Linked DNA regions of Zea mays: region 2 is linked to region 1. The links are chromatin contacts, called in public Hi-C maps. All regions are on one chromosome and are shown on one strand. Each heading gives the region's core, a stretch centred on a gene start, on an enhancer-like site or on the middle of the called end of the contact. The rest is flanking DNA. Distances are from core to core; before and after follow the strand shown. Region 1 holds the start of LOC100282773 (kelch motif family protein). Region 2 overlaps LOC100383583.

Region 1 (4,371 bases), core at 1,742-4,241:
GTAAGCTGCTGTTACCACTTGAGCACATATTTTCCCCTTTTGTAATGATTTCATTTACTCTGTCAGATTATGTGTCTTTTTTATTGTATTAATGTGGTATGGTGGAAATTTTATGTAGGGAGCAAAGATGTACAGAAGCATTTGTAAAGGACTATAAAAAGATGAAGAAATTAAAAAGAATAAATAATTGAATCATAGGCTGCATTAACAATGTGTGGGGGGGGGGGAAACATTTCCTTCCTTGTCTGAAGAAATGGACACGGCAGTTGACAGCAGGCACTTACATGTCCCAAACCTTGAGATTATCCTCACCAAAAGAAGGTTCTGAATTAAGTTTAAAAAAAGGAAAGAGGGAACCGTAGAACCTGACATGTTTTTGTATGGACCTATAACTCTTTAATGTGTCGCTTTGGTCCCCAAGATGTCCTTCGAGTACAGATCAGATATTTTTAAGTTATTGATAATTAGTTGTTATGTAAAAAAAATGCATGACCTTTTTTGTCAGCTCATGAGCTGAATATTATAATCCCATTATAAGTCATACGAAAACGTGGAACACAGAGCAAAAATGCTATGGCACAGAATTTTTAATCGTATCTAGGATCAGGAACATGTACACATATGATCGGTAAAATCAATAATCTGAATTAAACAAAGTCGGGCAAATTATTTGAAGGAGGGGTGGAGGAAAAAGGAAAGGCGAGGTGTACCAAGTAGCAACTTTGGAGATCCGTATAACATGTCGGATATGCCATCAATAAGAACCTTTCACGTAAATAACTGTTCATAGGGGGAAAACATGAGTGTAGATTGCAAACAAAAAGATGTTGGGTTTGGCTTATATTGCAGTAAATAAATGCTATTGTTTGTGTCCAGAACAAACAACTGTAATAGTCATTAAATTAACTGTTATGATTACACATCTCTTAATTTTGGAACATGTCCCAATTAGCGTCCTCTCCGTTCCATTGAGTTGCATTGGTCTATTAAATATGTAATCACCAAGGCACATGGAATCGTTGTAGGGGGTCAATATATATATATTTTTGGATAGCTAACCTAAATGTCCATAAATTTTACTTGAAACATATATGATCATGTAGTCATTTTTTTGCAGGTGAATGAGGTGATCTATTATTAGCTCAATAGCAATCTTATATGCCTAGTAGGAAGGTAGCTAAACAATGACGTGCATATTTGCATCTTCATCATTTTTAAACATTATTTCTAAACATCAGTTAGTCACAGACAATATTTTGGGATAGCAAATATAATTGACAACACAACTTCTTAAAGTAAGACATGAGAGAGTAAGAAACTGAGCGTTTACCCGACCTAGATGTCGCATTGGCTCATCAACTGCATTAATAACAGGAACATTTGCAGTATATGTTGCTTTCCTTCGGGAAGTCTGGACCCTTCACCTAGCGAGACAGGAAGAGTTGATCATCTACCTGTTAAGATGATATCACATAGAGTTCACCATCTAGCTTGCATGGTGTCACAAAAAATTGATCGCCGATTAGCGAAGGTGTTACATAAGGAAACAAAATATGATGCTTGTGTACCAGAAGCTTCGCAGGCTATTGTTCTTCAAGAAACCAAGGACATTCCTGTTCTCAAGCAGCAGGAGCTCAGTACTTCTCCACTAAAACAATGGCCCTGCTTGTTAGGTAGGAATGCGGAAGGAGGTCAAGTGCAAGATAGTAAGCTCTCCCAGTTACATATGAAGAAAATAAGCAAAGCCGTGAAGGAAAATAAGAAGTTCAGAGATCTGTTTGTTACCTGGAACCCGATATTGATAGAAAAACGAAGTTTCGGATCATGCCCAACAATAAATATAAAAAAATCACATGCTTCAATAGGTTGCATAAAAGAAGTAGATATTATAAACGCAAATGATCACCTTCTCAACAACTGCAGGTGTATAACGTCGTAGCACTTGCTTTTCAGTAGTTGCAATCAGTGGCTTCCTCGTCTTAGGCTGTTAGCTTCCAAATATAGAATACACCTTTCACGTTCTTCTTGTAACATCGACTACACAGCTCAGGTGCATATTATGAGTTAGATGGTATGCCAGACTGGTTCTACCTGAGTAGATAACATGGAGAACATAAGAAAATCTATCCTTGTTGCCACATGGTTCAGGTACTATGGAATATCAGATTGTTGCATATATCCTGCCCTCCACATAGTTCGGAAAAAGATGTAATATTATCATGCATGGATGGATGTATTGGTATTGTGCCAAGTGCTAACCTTGGGGCGAGCTTGTCGACCTCGGCGATGAAGGCAGCCCCTCCCAGACCTCGTGCACCACATCCTCCTCCTGCACCTCTCTGAAAATCGAGCTATGTGCCGTAGTAGTCCAGTTTCTAGAGCTGGGATTTCGCGCCAGGGAGGGCCTCCCAAGCCCGTCGCTGGATCCGGGCTCCTCCGGGGGTGCCAGTGGCAAGGAAGGGGAAGACACGGCAGGTGACGACGAGCGGCAAGTTGGGGGAGGCGGTGGGTCGGAGGCGACGCCGAGGTGCTGGAGCACGCGGCGGCGACACTCGTCGATGAAGGTGCGCTCGCGAGGGGTGCTGATGGAGGTGGTGGTGGCACTTGCTGCTGCGGCGGCGGTGCTCGGTGTCGTCATCAGAGGCGGAGGAGGAGAGAATAGATGGATTGGAGCTGCGGTAGGAGGAGGAAGGGAGGGAAGATGCGGGGTTGCGGGAGGGCGCCGTGAGCGGTGGTCATGATGGGCGGGGTGAAACGAGGCGACGACCGAGCCATACGAGGGAGAGGGAGAGAGAGGAGGTGGCCGATTTCTCTAGAAGCATTGCGTGGCTGCACGAGCTGCCGGGTATAAAAATGTGATAGAGCCGCGTCGTAGATTCATGATCGAGCGGCTTGAAGTTTTTCTGTCGACGTGGATAGCCCTAGCATCTCCGTTTCTAACCGGCTTTAAAGAATAATATATATATATATAGGAAAAGGAAATAGGCGGACTATACTTTCTGACCTCTTCTGGAATCCTGCGACGAGGGGACCGAAATGGCCTCGTCCTCCTCTGACTCCGGCCGCATCGCCGGAACCCTAGCCTTGCGTACGAGCTCGGCCTTAGCGGCGGCGTCGCTAATCCCGGGGCTCCCGGACGACGTTGCAGCTGTCATTCTCTGCCTGCTCACCTTCCCCGACCAGTCCCGCCTCCGCGCCACCTCGCGCGCTTGGTGCTTGCTCCTCTCTGCGGCTACGCTCCTCCCGCTCCGCCGTAGCCTCCGTCTCCCGCGCCGCCACCTTCTCTGCCTCTTCCCCACCGACCCATCCCTCGCCTCCCCGATCCTGCTCGACCCCGCCGCACCTACCACCTGGTGGCCCCTCCCGCCGCTCCCCTGTTCGCCGCAGCTTTACGGCCTCGCCAACTTTACCGCCCTCGCCGTTGGCCGCCACCTCTACGTCCTCGGCGGGTCTTGCTTCGACGCCCGCAGCTACCCTTTGGGGCAACCCTCCGCCTCGGCGGCGGTCTACCGGCTTGACCTTGCCAACTCTCGACATTGCTGGGAACGCCTTCCCGACATGCAGCTCCCGCGGGGAAGCTTCGCGTGTGCCCACGCGCCCAGTGCTGGCGGGCTCCTCGTCGCCGGTGGCGGGTCCCGACACCCCATGTTCCCCTCCAACGGCAGCCGCACCGGCAGCACCGAGTGGTATGATGCCACCACGCACTCGTGGCACCTTGGTGCCTCGATGCCTCGTGATCGGGCTGGGTGTGTTGGGTTCCTGGCACGCGGAGCAGGGGATGGTGGTGAGGATGAGTTCTGGGTGATGGGCGGCTATGATGGATACACCACGTTGGGAGGAGTGGTGCCAAATGACGTGTACTGTCGGGACGCGGTGGCGTTGGGACTATGGAGTGGTAAGTGGAGGGTGATTGGAGACATGTGGGAGGAAGGGGAGAGGAGGCGTCTTGGTCCCATTGCAGCTTTATCTGCAGATGATGGAAGAATTACCGAGGTGTTCATGCTAGACGGCAATGATGTCTTCAGGTCAGTGGAATTGTTCTTTGCTTTCCTTGCTTGTAATTCTTGGCACACACGTTCCTGTTATTTTGTTTGCTTCAACTTAGTAGTTAATTTCATGTAATATTTTGTATTTGAGTGATTGTAAGTAATCTACCTTCCACTTTTTACTTCTGCTTGCATAGTGTAGACTTCTCCCACTTTTTACTTCTGCCTGCATGGTGTAGACTTTTCTTCTGTGGTTTTCATGCTCCAGTTTGTGTACTAAATTACTAATAAATATGGTGTTTGGTTTGAGTAATGAGTTAGTCCAACATCGACTCATTCCTCACTTTTTTGTTTGGTTTGTGGAATAAAATAGATTCATACATGA
Region 2 (4,570 bases), core at 1,935-4,434, 170 kb after region 1:
CCACGGGGCACCACGCGTTCCCCGTCGTGGACGAGCCGCCCTTTTCGCCGGCGCCGGTGCTCTACGGCCTGGTGCTGCGCGCGCACCTGCTGGTGCTGCTCAAGAAGAGGGAGTTCCTGGTGGCGCCGGAGCGGTGCCCAAAGGAGTACGTGGCCGAGAGGTTCCAGGCGGAGGACTTCGACAAGCGCGGGTCCGGGAAGCAGGATACCATCGCCGACGTGGTGCTGTCGCCGGAGGAGATGGAGATGTACGTCGACCTGCACCCCTTCACCAACACGTCGCCGTACACGGTGGTCGAGACCATGTCGCTGGCCAAGGCGCTCGTGCTCTTCCGGGAGGTCGGCCTGCGCCACCTCCTCGTCGTGCCCAAGGCCTGCGATGTGAGTGCAATCTGATTAGTAGCAAGCAAGATTTTCATTTCATTTTATATGTCATGTACGCGCTCCTGACGATATATACATTTGCAGAGGTCGCCGGTGGTCGGCATCTTGACGAGGCATGACTTCATGCCAGAGCACATTCTGGAGCTGCACCCTGTCCTTCTGAGGAGCAGGTGGAAGAGGCTCCGGTGGCAGAGGGGCGCCATGGCCAAGTACTTCCGATCGCTCATCGTGTGGGTCGCCAACAGCGGCTGAAGCAGATACATTGCTGCCAGGAAACTGCTGCTGGCTCCTGCAGATTGAAGGAGTCATCATCATTGGGTATTTGTGAAATAACAACACGTGTTGATAGCTTCATATACATATATGCATATATATGTTCAGTCAAAATTTTGTCGTTGTCTTTTGGTACTACGTTTGTATAATTTTCATTTTAGTGAAAGAAGACGAGTTCGCCACATTGTTTTATGTCTTCTATACACTTGAACAGGTGGCGTCCTTTGGACGCCCTGCAATGACTAAATGAAGCAAGTCCCTGCTGATCACAGGCAACAGAAGGTTTAACCCACAGCCTTAGTGAATGATAAATGAGTAAGTATGAAAGAGCTTAGAGGATAAATGACAGCTTTCATCTGATAAAGGTAAACTAAACAAAGTTGGTTGTTATAGTGAGCTCATCAACTAAGTTCTGCTTAAGATTGGTAGCCAGCCTGACAAGCATTTACACGAGAACATCTCATATTTTTACACTGTGATCAAGTGATCCTGAAATTAAAACTTGATGCAACAAATCACATCTTGTGTTTGCAACAAAGAGAGAGTAGCCGTCGTTTGAGGTGTTCTCTCGAGGTAAAAGATGGAGGAACTCAGAGTGTAAGCGACATAAACTTTATCGGTTGGATTGTAACTCATAAGTGATCTAAAGTATTGTCATAGTTTTGGAAATCGGGGGACAATAAGATTTGTGTTCGGTGAAGGATGCTAGCGTGGACTCACTCTGAATGGTGAATCGTTGGGACTCGAACGTGGAGACTGAGACAGAAGGTTTATACTAGTTCGATCTCGAGCCCTTATCCAGTGCAGTACTGATCGTAGTATTACCTTGGGACGTGTTACAACCGGTGCGTGTGTGGGAAGAAGGAGAACTTTCCCTTTTATAGCTCAAGGTTTTATAGCTCAAGGTGTAGGACCTTACAGAGGAGACTTGTTCTCTACTGGTAAGAGAACAATATGTTGCCCTAGGTTGACGTAATGCTCATGATGTGTCCGTAGGGTCGTGTGTAGCCGTACTTCCGGTATGGTGTATTGTCCCGCTCATTCGTCATACGTGTCCCTGCAGCGAGTGTACAACTAATGTCTTCGTAGTAGTGCGCGATGGGTTCGTGGGTCAGTCTCATGGTGCGGCCGTGCATAGCGCGACTTTGCTTGTCGTCATGAGCCCTATATCACTTGGCGTGCGTAGGCATACACCCGGTATGGTGTATTTGTCGTGTCCTTTCTGGTATATGAGTCACTGTAGAAACTCCGGTGCTAAGGCCCCCATGACAGGGGTTGACTGGCCCCTCAAGGTAGTGGGGATACACTTGGGACCGTACGAGGGGGTGTACAGTTGTGTGGATAGTGACCTCCCAGCGTACATTCGGTGTGCCGCACGTATGTCCAGACGTGGCCTAGGGATGACACATCTTGTCCTTGCTGATGCGGGTCTGCAGTACTAGACTGGGACCTCCGCGCTCTCCGAGTTGCTCGGTCAGGGGTTGGTCAGCCACTCTGCCTCACCGAGTTGCTTAGTGGGGACCTGGTTGGCCGCTTTGCCTCGCTTGGTTACTCGACGGGGACTTGGTCGGCCGCTACGCCTCGCAAGGTTGCTCGACAGAGACCTGGTCCATCGCTCCGCTTCACAGGGTTGCTTGGCCAAGACCTGGTTGGCAGGTGGGCTGTTTTTAAAGAGGCCATGGGTGTATTTCGGGTACCCAGTTCCTGAGTATCCGACAGTAGCCCATGAGCCTTTGTGCAACTCTTTGGAGTTGCACGGAGACTTTGTTGTGGACTGAAATCTCAGGAGCGTGCAAGCGTATCTTCCAGATGTAGCCCTCGAGCAATACATGTGGATTGCTTGGCGGTTTATTTGGTATTCGCGCAGTTTAGGGGTAGACCCTCCCTGCGATGGTCGCGGCACACTGAGCGTGAGCCCATTCTTGTTGACCATCAAAATCTCGGGTGCACGCAAGCGCATCTGCTAGATATATGTAACACCCTAAATATGGTCTTGGAGATTCGGAAAGTGCTTCAAAAGATTTTTTCTAAAATGCTTTTAATAAGGATTTTATTAACCTTGTAATTACTTCCTTAAAATAACTAAATGGATTATTAAAATTCAGTTATTCAAAGTTAAACTTAGGTATTGAAAATTGGAAGTTGAATTTGAAATTAACTAGAATCTACAAAATCTGTAGTCATTCATATGGATGAATTATTTTTTTCTCATGGATCATATACTAGCAACGCAAAAAGGAATGAAATAATATAAATAATTTTTTATTCGTGCCGGAGTTTTGTTGGTGTATTTAAATGGAGTATGAATAAAAAACAAATTTAAATTCAACTTGAAATTTGAATTTAGAAACTAAAATGGAATAGAAATAAAAAATAGATAAAGGGAAGAAAACGGAACCTGGGCCAGCTCCTTATCCCCACGCTCTAACCAGCCCATAGCAATTACCCGCGCGAGCCCACTTTGCATGAACCTCAGCCCAGCTCACGCCTGGATGTGCTTGGCGCTGTTTGGTGGGACCCCACCGTCAGGATCTCACCCACCCATACCTTTCACTCCTATCACCAGCCGCGTGGGACCCACATTCCAGCCGCGTCTCCTTCGTCGTAGTCGGGATGCGAACAAACTCCTCTCGATTTCATTGGGATCTTCCGCATCTGCCCAGGATTCGTGGCAGCCATACCTCCCTGACCGAATTTTTTATATTTTAGCCCTTAAACAGAAATAAATTCACGTTTAGACCTAAAAAAATTTTAAATGCAGTTTTGGACCCTTAGCTCGGCGCCATAGGCTGTTCAGCTCGGCGCCACAGCCTATGGCGCCGAGCTGTGTGACCTGGAAGCCTGCGTGGCACCTAGCTCGGCGCCACAGATCTTGGCGCCGAGCTAGGAAATAACCGCCGCAGGCCACCTTTCTCCTTCCTCGCGCTCTCTGTTTCTTTTCACTGAAATCGCGCCCGCCCCCGCCTGAAATCGCCGCCGCCGCCGCCCGCCCGGCCTGCCCGCCCGCCCAGCTCCGGCGAGGGGGCCCAGCTCCGAGCTCCGCCGCCGGCAGCCCGGCCTGCCCGCCGCCCGCCCGGCCTGCCCGCCCGCCCTGCTCGCCACCGGCGGCCGCCGCGCCCCTGCTCGCCACCGCCCTGCTCGCCGCCGCCCGCCCTGCTCGCCACCGCCCCAGCCCGCCCCTTGCCGCCGGTAATTTTTTTTTAATTTCTTAGTTAGTAAACTGTTTATTGTTTAGTAAATAGTTAGTAAATAGTTAGTAATTTTGTTGTTAATGTTAATTGTTAGTAAATAGTTAGTAAAAAGTTAGTAAATAGTTAGTAAACTGTTTATTGTTTAGTAAATAGTTAGTAATTTTGTTGTTAGTGTTTATTAAAATAGTTAGCTAGTTTCTTGTTAGTGCTTAGCATATTGTTAGTGTTTAGTAAATTCGTAGTGATTTTATTAAAATAGTTAGCGCATTGATATTACATGTTTTCTGTGTTGGCAACCATCGTGTTGTCGTTTATTCGCAGGTTCTATAAACATCACTTTACAGGGGAGGTGCTGCCAAATTTTTTACTGACAATTGGTTTTTTTGTACGTAGGTGTTTGTCCGACTTAACCTTCTCCACCGTTAGCTGGACTCGTACGCGTTCAGGTATACATTGTTTTCGTACATTATTTATAGATTATGTAATTTCGTTTGATGTGTTCATTTAATATTTACTGTATAGTTATTAGTTAATATATATTTATTACTTAGTACGTTAGTAGGCTTAAGTATATAGCCATTATTGAGTTAGTAATCCATTTTTGCAATAGATGGACAGCCTAGTAACACTATACCATGGAGGAAGGGTGGAGATAGATGCTTATGGGAGTGTTACTTTTGATGGTATGAAGATCGTGACCATGTTGTTCGTTGAAAGACCATC

What was found. Hi-C and Micro-C count contacts between places; a contact is called where the count stands out from the background.
Region 2: a Hi-C map of endosperm shows a contact between it and region 1, with 2.6 times the contacts expected there. The contact joins the enhancer-like site here to the promoter of LOC100282773 in region 1. A contact is called at or near these places in 2 of 25 Hi-C or Micro-C datasets (endosperm and leaf).

What each region holds. Positions count from the first base shown.
Region 1 is chr5:108,406,222-108,410,592 of Zm-B73-REFERENCE-NAM-5.0, forward strand. LOC100282773 (kelch motif family protein) reads left to right here and starts at 2,992. Exons shown (of 2, transcript NM_001155679.2): 1 at 2,992-4,025. The coding sequence starts at 3,037. It overlaps LOC111589341 (a long non-coding RNA gene), which reads right to left and starts at 1,899. Exons shown (of 4, transcript XR_004849546.1): 1 at 1,569-1,899; 2 at 1,336-1,424; 3 at 711-780.
Region 2 is chr5:108,571,842-108,576,411 of Zm-B73-REFERENCE-NAM-5.0, forward strand. It overlaps LOC100383583, which reads left to right. Exons shown (of 6, transcript NM_001362092.1): 5 at 1-380; 6 at 468-924. The coding sequence ends at 635. Among protein-coding and RNA genes, the nearest start is that of LOC100383583, 31 kb to the left of the region's middle. Within about 2 kb of position 3,185, at least 17 of the 20 cell types and tissues checked have an H3K27ac peak or open chromatin away from gene starts, as enhancers often do. A contact at or near this core is called in endosperm and leaf, where this site is marked.